Linked DNA regions of Bombyx mori: region 2 is linked to region 1. A link is a contact called in public Hi-C data. All regions are on one chromosome and are shown on one strand. The core of a region is the stretch at or near the end of the contact, and the rest is flanking DNA. Distances in the headings are between cores, read along the strand shown.

Evidence for each region. A called contact is a pair of places that touch in the nucleus more often than the background predicts.
Region 2: a contact with region 1 is called in a Hi-C map of middle silk gland, with 1.9 times the contacts expected there. The contact joins the promoter of LOC101739365 here to the promoter of LOC101739648 in region 1. A contact is called at or near these places in 2 of 7 Hi-C or Micro-C datasets (middle silk gland and posterior silk gland).

The regions. Positions count from the first base shown.
Region 1 is chr5:10,594,050-10,598,987 of ASM3026992v2, reverse strand. LOC101739648 (zinc finger protein 521) reads left to right here and starts at 2,353. Exons shown (of 11, transcript XM_021350602.3): 1 at 2,353-2,503. The coding sequence starts at 2,464.
Region 2 is chr5:10,750,431-10,755,368 of ASM3026992v2, reverse strand. LOC101739365 (CD2 antigen cytoplasmic tail-binding protein 2 homolog) reads left to right here and starts at 2,642. Exons shown (of 5, transcript XM_062668703.1): 1 at 2,642-4,093; 2 at 4,418-4,551.

The sequences.
Region 1 (4,938 bases), core at 1,104-3,603:
AGAATTTAAAGTAAAATAAGACATGACTTAAAGGTCTTAGTTACCAGGTCATAAAATCTCTTAAAAAAAAAAAAATGGTAATAGAAGGTGATGTTAGAATATAACTTACCAACAGTAATTATGCAAATTTTATAAATGTTTGGTGTTTGATTTTATTATACAACGCTAGAACTTCATCTTCGTAAACAAAATGCCACTATTTAAATCCAGGTCTAAAAATTAATTTTCATTTATTACAATATATTATTATGTACTTTGCTATATGAGAAGTATTGAGAAGTGAATTAGAGCGGAATGGAGTGAAGACGATTTATTTGAAATTGATAATAGGATGAAATGGAATGGAATAAAACGAGATGAGATAAGATGAAATAAAATGAAATAATATCTCAGTTTAATAGTGGGGGTAATAAATTGAGACATAAATAGATTTTTTTGCAAGAATCCAAAAAGTCACGTTTAGTAGTTTCTTTAATTTTTTCCACCTTTAAGTATTTGTGCTATGCAATTATTAACTCACCGCATATGTATGATATAATCATTTGAATTTAAAGAAACAATTAATAAACCAATTAATTCACATAACTTTTTGAGGCGTAGAATCAAGATTTACTATATTGTCCGTTTGATCTGCTAAGAAATCGTTAAGGATCAGGACAGTAAATATATAAGCAGACCTATCCAGATTGTGCAGTACTATTGATAATTTATTGTTTCATTACTCTTAATTTAGACCTGTTTGAGGTGCTATTTTGAATTAGTGCTCACTAGTTGTTTCTCTGAACAACTCAAAAGCGTTGTGTGTAAACTGTTTATCAAAGAATTTTCGGAGACCCAACTAAATTTAACAGCAACTCTTCAGGCATCAAGCATGCAAAACTGGCTAGTCGCTAAGCATTGTATCGCTAGGCGTCGGGCATGAATGGCCCTATATTCTATGGGAGTTATTTAGAATAGCTTTAATATTTTTTATTCTACACATTTTATTTAAATAAGTTTGATTTTAAATATTCTAGACATTTTATACGTTCGTATAACGTTTGGTTGGTCCAACATAGCATAGGTACCTGGTTTAATGAAATCTTTGTGATAGATGTTTTGACCCAACTATAGTAGAATTGAGGCCTATAAAATCAAAGGCAGCTAAACGCTTTAACGTCGTAAAATGGATTAACAATGACGCTATCTTGTTTAGTTAGTTGAACACGCTTTAAGTGTTCGATTAGTGATTTTTTCTTTCATTTTTATCACTAACCCACAAAATGACAAAACTAAATACATTATCGATAACGCTTATCGACAACAATAATGCGCATCACTATGCCCGTCCATAAGGCTCGTGAGTGGAAGAGAGAGCGAAATACTCGCTTCACCGCTCCGATTTTTTATGACCCAAACTGCACAGACAAAATAATTCTAATATAGTAAAATTAGCAGCATACCGAATGTATGCTGAAATCACAGACAAGTAGCGTTGCGACGCTAAAGCACCCATGAGATTGACATCATCAATCACGGGACGTTGGTATATGAAACATGGTGGATTAATTTGGGATTACCAGCTCGGTGATAATAGCTTCACTGCGTAAAGCATGACCAGTGCTGAAATAGAGGCTTCTAGGTGGGAGTGACATACGCACTACTTAGATTTTGTTTGTTTTACTCATTCTTTATACTCTACAGTAAAAACTCTTTATTCGTGGGGTATATGTTCTGTAAATATGCCGCGAATACAGAAACCTGGAATATGGAACATTACGCGTTTATAAAGGATATTCGGTTGGATATCTTTTTATTAACGTGCATGTATCGATGTATTGATTAATCCGCGAATAAAGAAATCTTTAGCCACGAATATGGGAATTGGGTCGCATTTTTTAAATATGCGAATAGTGAAAACGCGAATGAAGGAAGCGTCAATAAAGAGCTTTTACTGTATATATATAATGTAACACAATCGTTTTGATAGGTCTTTTCTGTTTGTATTAACGTAGTTAATTTTAATTTTTATATATTTTCCTGATCTGGTTTTTACACACTTGTTGCAGTAGACGATTATAATTATAAAATTATAAATATACCTTACGATAAACTACAAAACGATTCAAGTAAACGTATCTAGTTAATCGACAGTAGACGCAGCGAAATTATAGTGAGAAGTATGTACACACATGCATTAACTTCCTATACGGATTAGTATTGAGTATTTTTCTTTTTTTTTTCTAAAAACGTCTTATGAGTTTGCGCGGGTTGCGTTATTGTTTTTGCCACTTGTTGGGCGCCAGTAAGCTTCAGTGAGCGCGGGGTGAGCCGCGTGACCGGCCGAAGTGTCGGTAACTGTACACGCGTTCTTAACTTATTTTGCGAACTTTACACGTATATCATAAGATCCTTACACAAAGAACATGTAAATAAATAAGATAGTTTTGTTTTTATGCGTATGTAAATATTTGTGTTCGAAGGATGTCTCGTAGAAAACAGGCAAAACCGAGATCACTGAAACGTAAGTTGTTAAGATTAATAAAAAAATAGTTAAATTTGAAAAATGCCTTTTTTGGAATATAAATAAACATACAGTTGGAAACTAATGTTTACCTACAAGACGTCCTCGTATCTGTATATTGGCTTTTAAAAAAATTAAGAAATCTAAAGACTGGCTTTAAAAATAAAAGAAAAAGAATAAATGAAGTTATACTTATAACGTTAAGAGCTGTTTGATCACAATACAAGCCCATTCATTGTATTATTTTCCCAAATTATATTCCTATTATGCAATTAACCATTAGTTAACTTTCGGTAGGCAGTGACTTGGTTGTGCCCCTGGGAATGCGGATGTTCACAAACGACAGTGCCGCTTGTTGTCGGGTGAGCCGTATGCTAGCCTGCCTACAACGGAAATAAAATAAAATTCAACTAAAATCAACTACCGTAAAAAAATCACAGATTTCACCTAAAATCGATATACAACCTTTATTATGTAAATGTAATTTAAATAGAAATAGAAAGGGGGTCACTAAAGAAGAATAAACATAAATGGGCTATTGTTTAAAATTATTTTCTGGTAAAAATATTTGTTTTTCTTTCTCCGGATATACTGAACAGATATTAATGTGATTTTCGCAGATAGACAGAGATTAGTTTGGAGCAGAATATTGGGAATCGTTTCAATATAATTGATTGTAGCAAATAAAAAGAGTTTACGTCCTATAAAGATTTTTGGTATTAATTTTTAAGCTTTTAAAAAATAAAGACGACTGTGAAGTCGTCGTGGCCTAAAGGATAAGACGTCCGGTGCATTCGTGTTGAGCGATGCACCGGTGTTCGAATCCCAGGAAAGATTTTTGGTATTAATTTTGAAGCTTTTAAAAAATAAAGACGACTGTGAAGTCGTCGTGGCCTAAAGGATAAGACGTCCGGTGCATTCGTGTTGAGCGATGCACCGGTGTTCGAATCCCAGGCGGCTACCAATTTTTGTAATCAATTACGTACTCAACAAATGTTCACGATTGACTTCCACGGTGAAGGAATAACATCGTGTAATAAAAATGAAACCCGCAAAATTATAATTTGCGTAATTACTGGTGGTAGGATCTCTTGTGAGTCCGTACGGGTAGGTACCACCGCCCTGCCTATTTCTGCCGTGAAGCAGTAATGCTTGTAGACGAGATGTAGACGAGATTTTTTATAACGAATATCGTCTCCTCCACCCGATATAAAGTGTTATTCCACACAAGTAGTTAGCAGTTATTCAGTTAGCGAAGGACTGCTCTTGCTAGGGCCAGTGTTAGCAACACTTCCGGTTTGAGCCCCGTGAGCTCACCTACACGTCAAAGCGAAGCTGAAATATCCTCTCAAGGCTATCAGCATAGTTAGAAAAAAAGAAGCCTTAATTAACTTCCATGTTGCTTTTATATACGAAACCGTAATCCTGAAATTATAAGTGAAATGGAACTGATTACGAAATTGAAATTGATTATAGAATGAAACTGAATAAAATGACAAATACGGAATGAAAAAAAAAACAATATTAAATTACGTTACTAATTGTTGGGTGAGATAAAATAAAATAATATCTATATAAAATTTGTGAGAACTTATAAAAAAAAAAGTTCAGTACCTTTTTTCTCTGTTTGTCAAACTTTTTCCTTCTTTTTTCATTTAATGGCCAATAAAAAAAAAACCTATAATCAATTCATTCAATTCATTGGTCGTAGTATCGATTGAGGAGTTTTGGTGTTTCAAATTTTTGGCAACAGTTTTTTCCACTTTGAAGAATTCTTTAAACGCTTTGAAAAATTCTTTAAGCAAACCTGACTGAACGCTTCATAACTTTGATCCCACTATTTGCCCCGCGTCGTGAAAATAATTGCCCAGATTATTGCGTGAATGGATTGCTTGCACTGTAAATGAACACGGTCGGAGTGAATAAACGGTTGGATGTGAGTGTTGGGGCGACATATGGGTGATGAGCGAGCTTCGCCAGCTGCGGTCACGGCGCCCTAATATCTGCATTTTATCAGTGACTGTCCGTGGTCGCGTCTAAAGCGCTTTGGACTGTCGCATACTGCCCATAATTCACCTATTCCACAACCTCATTTGTTGTGAATAAGCAACGTGAATTACTTAACAAGTAAAATAATTGAAGGGCCTAACAGCTATTTATTGCTAACACGCTTTTATTATTATAGCTTAGTGTGTATCCATGTAACGGATAACGGAATCTTTGAACGTCGATTTCACTAATTACAAGATTTTCTATTACATATTTTGAAAATTTACACGTATTAAAAATCTATGTCGATATTTTTTTTTGGTTCTAATATCCTGACCAGTATTGCAGAATAAAAAAGAGATGAAACGCATTGTTAGTTACATTCTAATTCATATATAAACGTGTCTTTAATCTACATAATTAAAAGTAATTTCAGTTATATCAGC
Region 2 (4,938 bases), core at 1,393-3,892, 160 kb before region 1:
ACACGCTATGCTATATAACATCAGTGAGCTAGTTTTTCCACAATTTTTTTATACCGAGTGACCATGTTCATTGATAGTCAATCCAGTCGAAGGTATGCTATTTAATTCCCTGGGTTCCTCTTGAGCTCAGACCCCACCTGCTGTTACGTGGTAACTGGAGCCCATAGACATCTACGACGTAAATGCGCCACTCACCTTGAGATATCAATTCTAAGGTCTCAAGTATAGTTACAACGGTTGTCCCACCTTTCAAAGCGAAACGCATTACTGCTTCACGGCAGAAATAGGCTAGGTAGTGGTACCTACCCACGCGAACTCACAAGAGGTCCTACCACCAGTAATTACGCAAATTATTGCGGGTTTGATTTTTATTACACGAGGTTATCCTCCCGTCTCTTCTGTCAAGGATACTGACTTGTGCGCCCTCAATAAGCATTTTTCTCTCCCTCCTGTGTCACTTAGTGACTCGTCAAAGACGGCCACGTTGCTTAAGATTTCAAGTCTATCCGTACCCCGGATCCCTATTTTTGACTTAAGTCCAGTCTCGGTTGCTGATGTCCGTAATTTCTTTTTCTCCATCTCATCCACGGCTGTTGGAATTGATAACGTATGCTCTAAAATGATTGCCCTAATCCTTCCAACGGTAGCACCTATACTTACCCATATTTTCAACATTTCCTTTACCTCTAGCAACTTTCCTGATTCTTGGGAACAAGCCTATGTTGTTCCTATCCCAAAAAGCCCCAATCCTATTTTGCCATCTCAGTTCCGTCCTATAGCTATACTTCCTTTTCTTTCCAAAGTCCTTGAGTATATTGTCCACCGTCAGTTGTCGTCTTTTCTCCTCTCCCACAATCTTCTTAGCTCCTTCCAATCTGGTTTTCGCAAGGGCCACAGCACGGTTACAGCTCTTCTAAAAGTGACCGATGACATTCGCTGGGCCATGGAAAACAAACAACTAACTTTATTAGTGTTGTTAGATTTCAGCAGCGCCTTTAACTTTGTTGACTTCGATGTTCTGCTCGAAATACTCAAATCAAACAATATCTCCTCGTCTGCTATTAACTGGTTTGATAGTTACCTTCGGGGGCGCTCGCAATGTGTCCGTCTTGACGAGACTTTCTCGGATTGGCAGAACGTCAGTGCGGGCGTTCCCCAGGGTGGTGTTCTTTCTCCTCTTCTGTTTTCTGTGTTTATAAACTCTGTCACTAGGCTTATATCTTCTAAATTCCACCTCTACGCAGACGATCTCCAGCTATATCGCCACTTCTCAGAGCCTGACGTTGAATCGGCTATTGCTGCGATGAACAGTGATCTGAAGTCTATCACTGAATGGGCAAAAGCCTACGGTCTGCACATTAATCCGGGAAAATCACAGGCTATCATTATAGGGGGTAAACAATTGCGCAGTAGACTCAGCGATCCTATACTCCCCCCAATTTATTTGGATGGGACTCAAATAACTCTAACCGATTCAGTTAAAAACCTGGGTGTATGGATCGACATCTTTCGTGGAGTTCTCACGTTGCTGAGATTAGTAGGAAGGTGCACTTCGCCTTGCACTCGTTGAGATGTCTGCAGGGCTTCTTACCTCAGCATACAAAAATATCTCTCGTCCAAGCTCTCATTCTACCCATAATTGATTACGCCGATGCCTGCTACTTGGATGCCACTGAGGAGCTCTCAAACAAGCTTGAGAGGATGCAAAATCTATGTATCCGTTTTATATACAATCTCAGAAAATTCGATCATGTTTCACATTTTCGCAAAGAACTTAAATGGCTCCCTATACGCCTTCGTAGGAATACTCGAATATTATGTCTCCTATTCAATATCCTACATAAGCCCACTTCTCCCTTATATTTACGTGAGCGATTCTCTTTCATTCGTTCTCCTGATGCTCCCTGCAGGTCCAACCAACGTTCTGTTTTGTTATTCCCTTCTCACAAAACCAATTTCTATTCTCACTCCTTTACTGTGCACGCGGTCAGACTGTGGAATTCGTTGCCGGCTGACATCCGAGTTTGCAAGTCTGTTTCTGTTTTTAAATACAAGGTCAAACAATTTTATCTCTCATCAACCGAGTGATCATGGTTCTATACTCTTCGTATATACGAGTGTTACTGTGACTTATAATATTTTGTACTCAAGTTTAACAATATTTGGTATGTGTAAGTGCATTACTATAATTCTCATGTTGTATTTGTTGTTTTAGTTATGTATTATTTGTTCTACACACACTTATCACTTTTTATTATTATTCTCATTATCCTCTCGCAGGTTTGCTGGAAGAGATTTCTTAAAGAAATAAGCAGTGCCTTTGTACATAATTTTCCTATTACTCTGTACTATGTCTTTTTTTCTGTGTGTACATAAATAAATAAAATAAATAAATAAGTTATTCCTTCACCGTGGAAGTCAATCCAGAATATTAGTTGAGTATGTATTTCATTAGAAAAATTGGTACCCACCTGAGATTCGAACACCGATGCATCACTCAACACGAATGCACCGAACGTCTTATCCTTTAGGCCCCGACGACTTTTTTATCAAGGTATGTTGCTTAACACTCAGCTAAGCAGTTTCCCTGGCGAAAGTCGACGAAATGCGGTTTGAAGTGCTTGATCTTTTTTTTTGGACTGGGGGCCGAACTTTCTAGGAATACCCCGCCCCTAGGGGCGCATGGGGTATGGGAGTGAACCGCGGGCCTTCTTTTTGTTTTTTTTTAACGCTGTAGAATCCGTACGGTTACCCGGTTGAGGGGGCTTACTGACCGCTACGACTCCACGAAACCCACAATACCGCGCCGAAAGTCCGCCTTCGCCGGTACCGCGGGCCTAAAGGATAGAATTTAGGGCCATACCCACTACACAACTCCCCTGCACTCTCGCCCAATCGTCTGATACCCTTCCAGGTCAGAACCCGGGTGAGGTAAAGGGGTTATCGCGGTCAACACTACAGACAGCGCAGCTCCCCCGAGGACGTCCGGTCGACGGAGCCTTTGAGACGGAATGCTCTACAGCCGTCAGCCGTCTGGGTACGATAGCCCGTCAGGCCACCCACACAGTGCGACTGGAGTCCCGGAATACCCCGCTGGACTAGAACCAGGCTGTCGGGTCGGGATGCGATACATCGCCAACCGGTTGCTCTTTTTTCACGTTGATTGTGTAATTCTTCGGTAGCGCACTACAGTGCTTCAGCTGAAGCAACATCTATTTTTTTCTAATCCAAAAGTGTGACAGTTTTTTTTCGCAAAATAACTCCCGAGTGCTATTTAAACAGTTTGTACAGACAGTTGTTTGTTTGTTAAATAAATACATATACATAAATATATACATATAAAAATGTGTATATATAAATAAATATCAATTAGATGACTCTGCTAACTCTTAGCAGAGTCATCTAATTGATTCTAAGTACTCGAAACCTTGTCTTAAACTCTGGCCGACCTTATTTTAAGTGGGAGCGCATTCCATAGAAGAATAGATTGAATAGTGAAGGAAGAATGTAAAAAGTCCGAACTACCTGCGAACTAACAGCGAAGAAGAAGATTGTGAGATGAACGAAGATTTTGGCTGTAGTCAAACCCTAAGTATTCAGGTGGATTTGGGAAGTGCAACAAAGAGTAAAGAGTACTGAGAGCACGCAAGCTACGGCGTTGTCGAATGGGGAGCAATTTGAGTTGGGAGCGATGAGAAGATACATGATCGTATTTCCGAAGATTATAAATAAATCGAATGCAGTTATTGAGAAGCCGGTTAAGTTTATTGAGTAGATCTGCATTCAGGTCAAAGTAGCACACATCACCATAGTCGATCATGGGGAAGATCAAAGTTTAAACGAGCATTGTCTCTTGGTTTCGGGCGGAAGGATATTGTTCAGGCGGTAAAGCATACGGAGTGTAAGTGTAACTCACTGACACACGGAGATGACCTGGGCTCGCCAACTCAGGCTGGAGTCAATAAGTAGGCCTAGGTCCTTTACAACCGAACACCAGTTGATGGTTAAGCCAGCATATATTATTTGATAATAATATAAGACGACTGTGATATAAAAACTTTATTTAGTGTTTGAGCCATCATATATATTAACGGTAAGTCTCAATTGTTATTGGTTTTAATGTTTTTTGATAATTTAAAAATACATATTAAAATTGTTATGTTTGGGGTTAATGGGGTCACCTGAGCTACAAATAACAATGAAAGGGAGGTCAATTGGGACGACAATAAGTTGAATGGGAACGACTTAAGTATAAATACGTACAGGATTGTAGGGTTGTCTATGTAGTTATAACAATCTTTTTTAAACGTGTTGGTAAGAATCTCATTTATTCATGATGTTTTTGTCTAAAACTTTTATTTAATTATTAGTGCAATTATATTTATATTATCAGTTACGTATTGTTTTCTATTTTTAGATATGCCTCGCGTGTATGTATCAAAGAGTGCAAGCTTTATAAGAGATATGATCCCTTAATATTAAAAACAGCAATAGAAGACTATGAATTTGGGAATAAGTCTTTAGTTGAAATAGCTAAGCAATTTAATATAAGTAAGTCGGTTTTGCACAGATATATAACAATTAAATCTCAAAGTGGACAAAAATGTCTAAGTAAAGAAGAAGAAAAATACAGTTACACACATATTAAACAGTTAATAAACCACCATTATTACATATCTAAACCCGAAGAAACACTAAATAGACAAAATAAAACAAATCACACAACTTCACCCCTCGCGTTCCCGCCAAAAAGTCCTAAAACCAAACATCGTAGTCATAGACATAGATTATACACTTAAATATTCGAGTCATTGATACACATAATAAAATTAATAATTGAGATTTGAGACCATACCTTGATAGACATAAAAACATTGATTTCATTGATAGCGTACCTAACACACGGCAACAGACACACAATCACAATTAAGAAGAGGT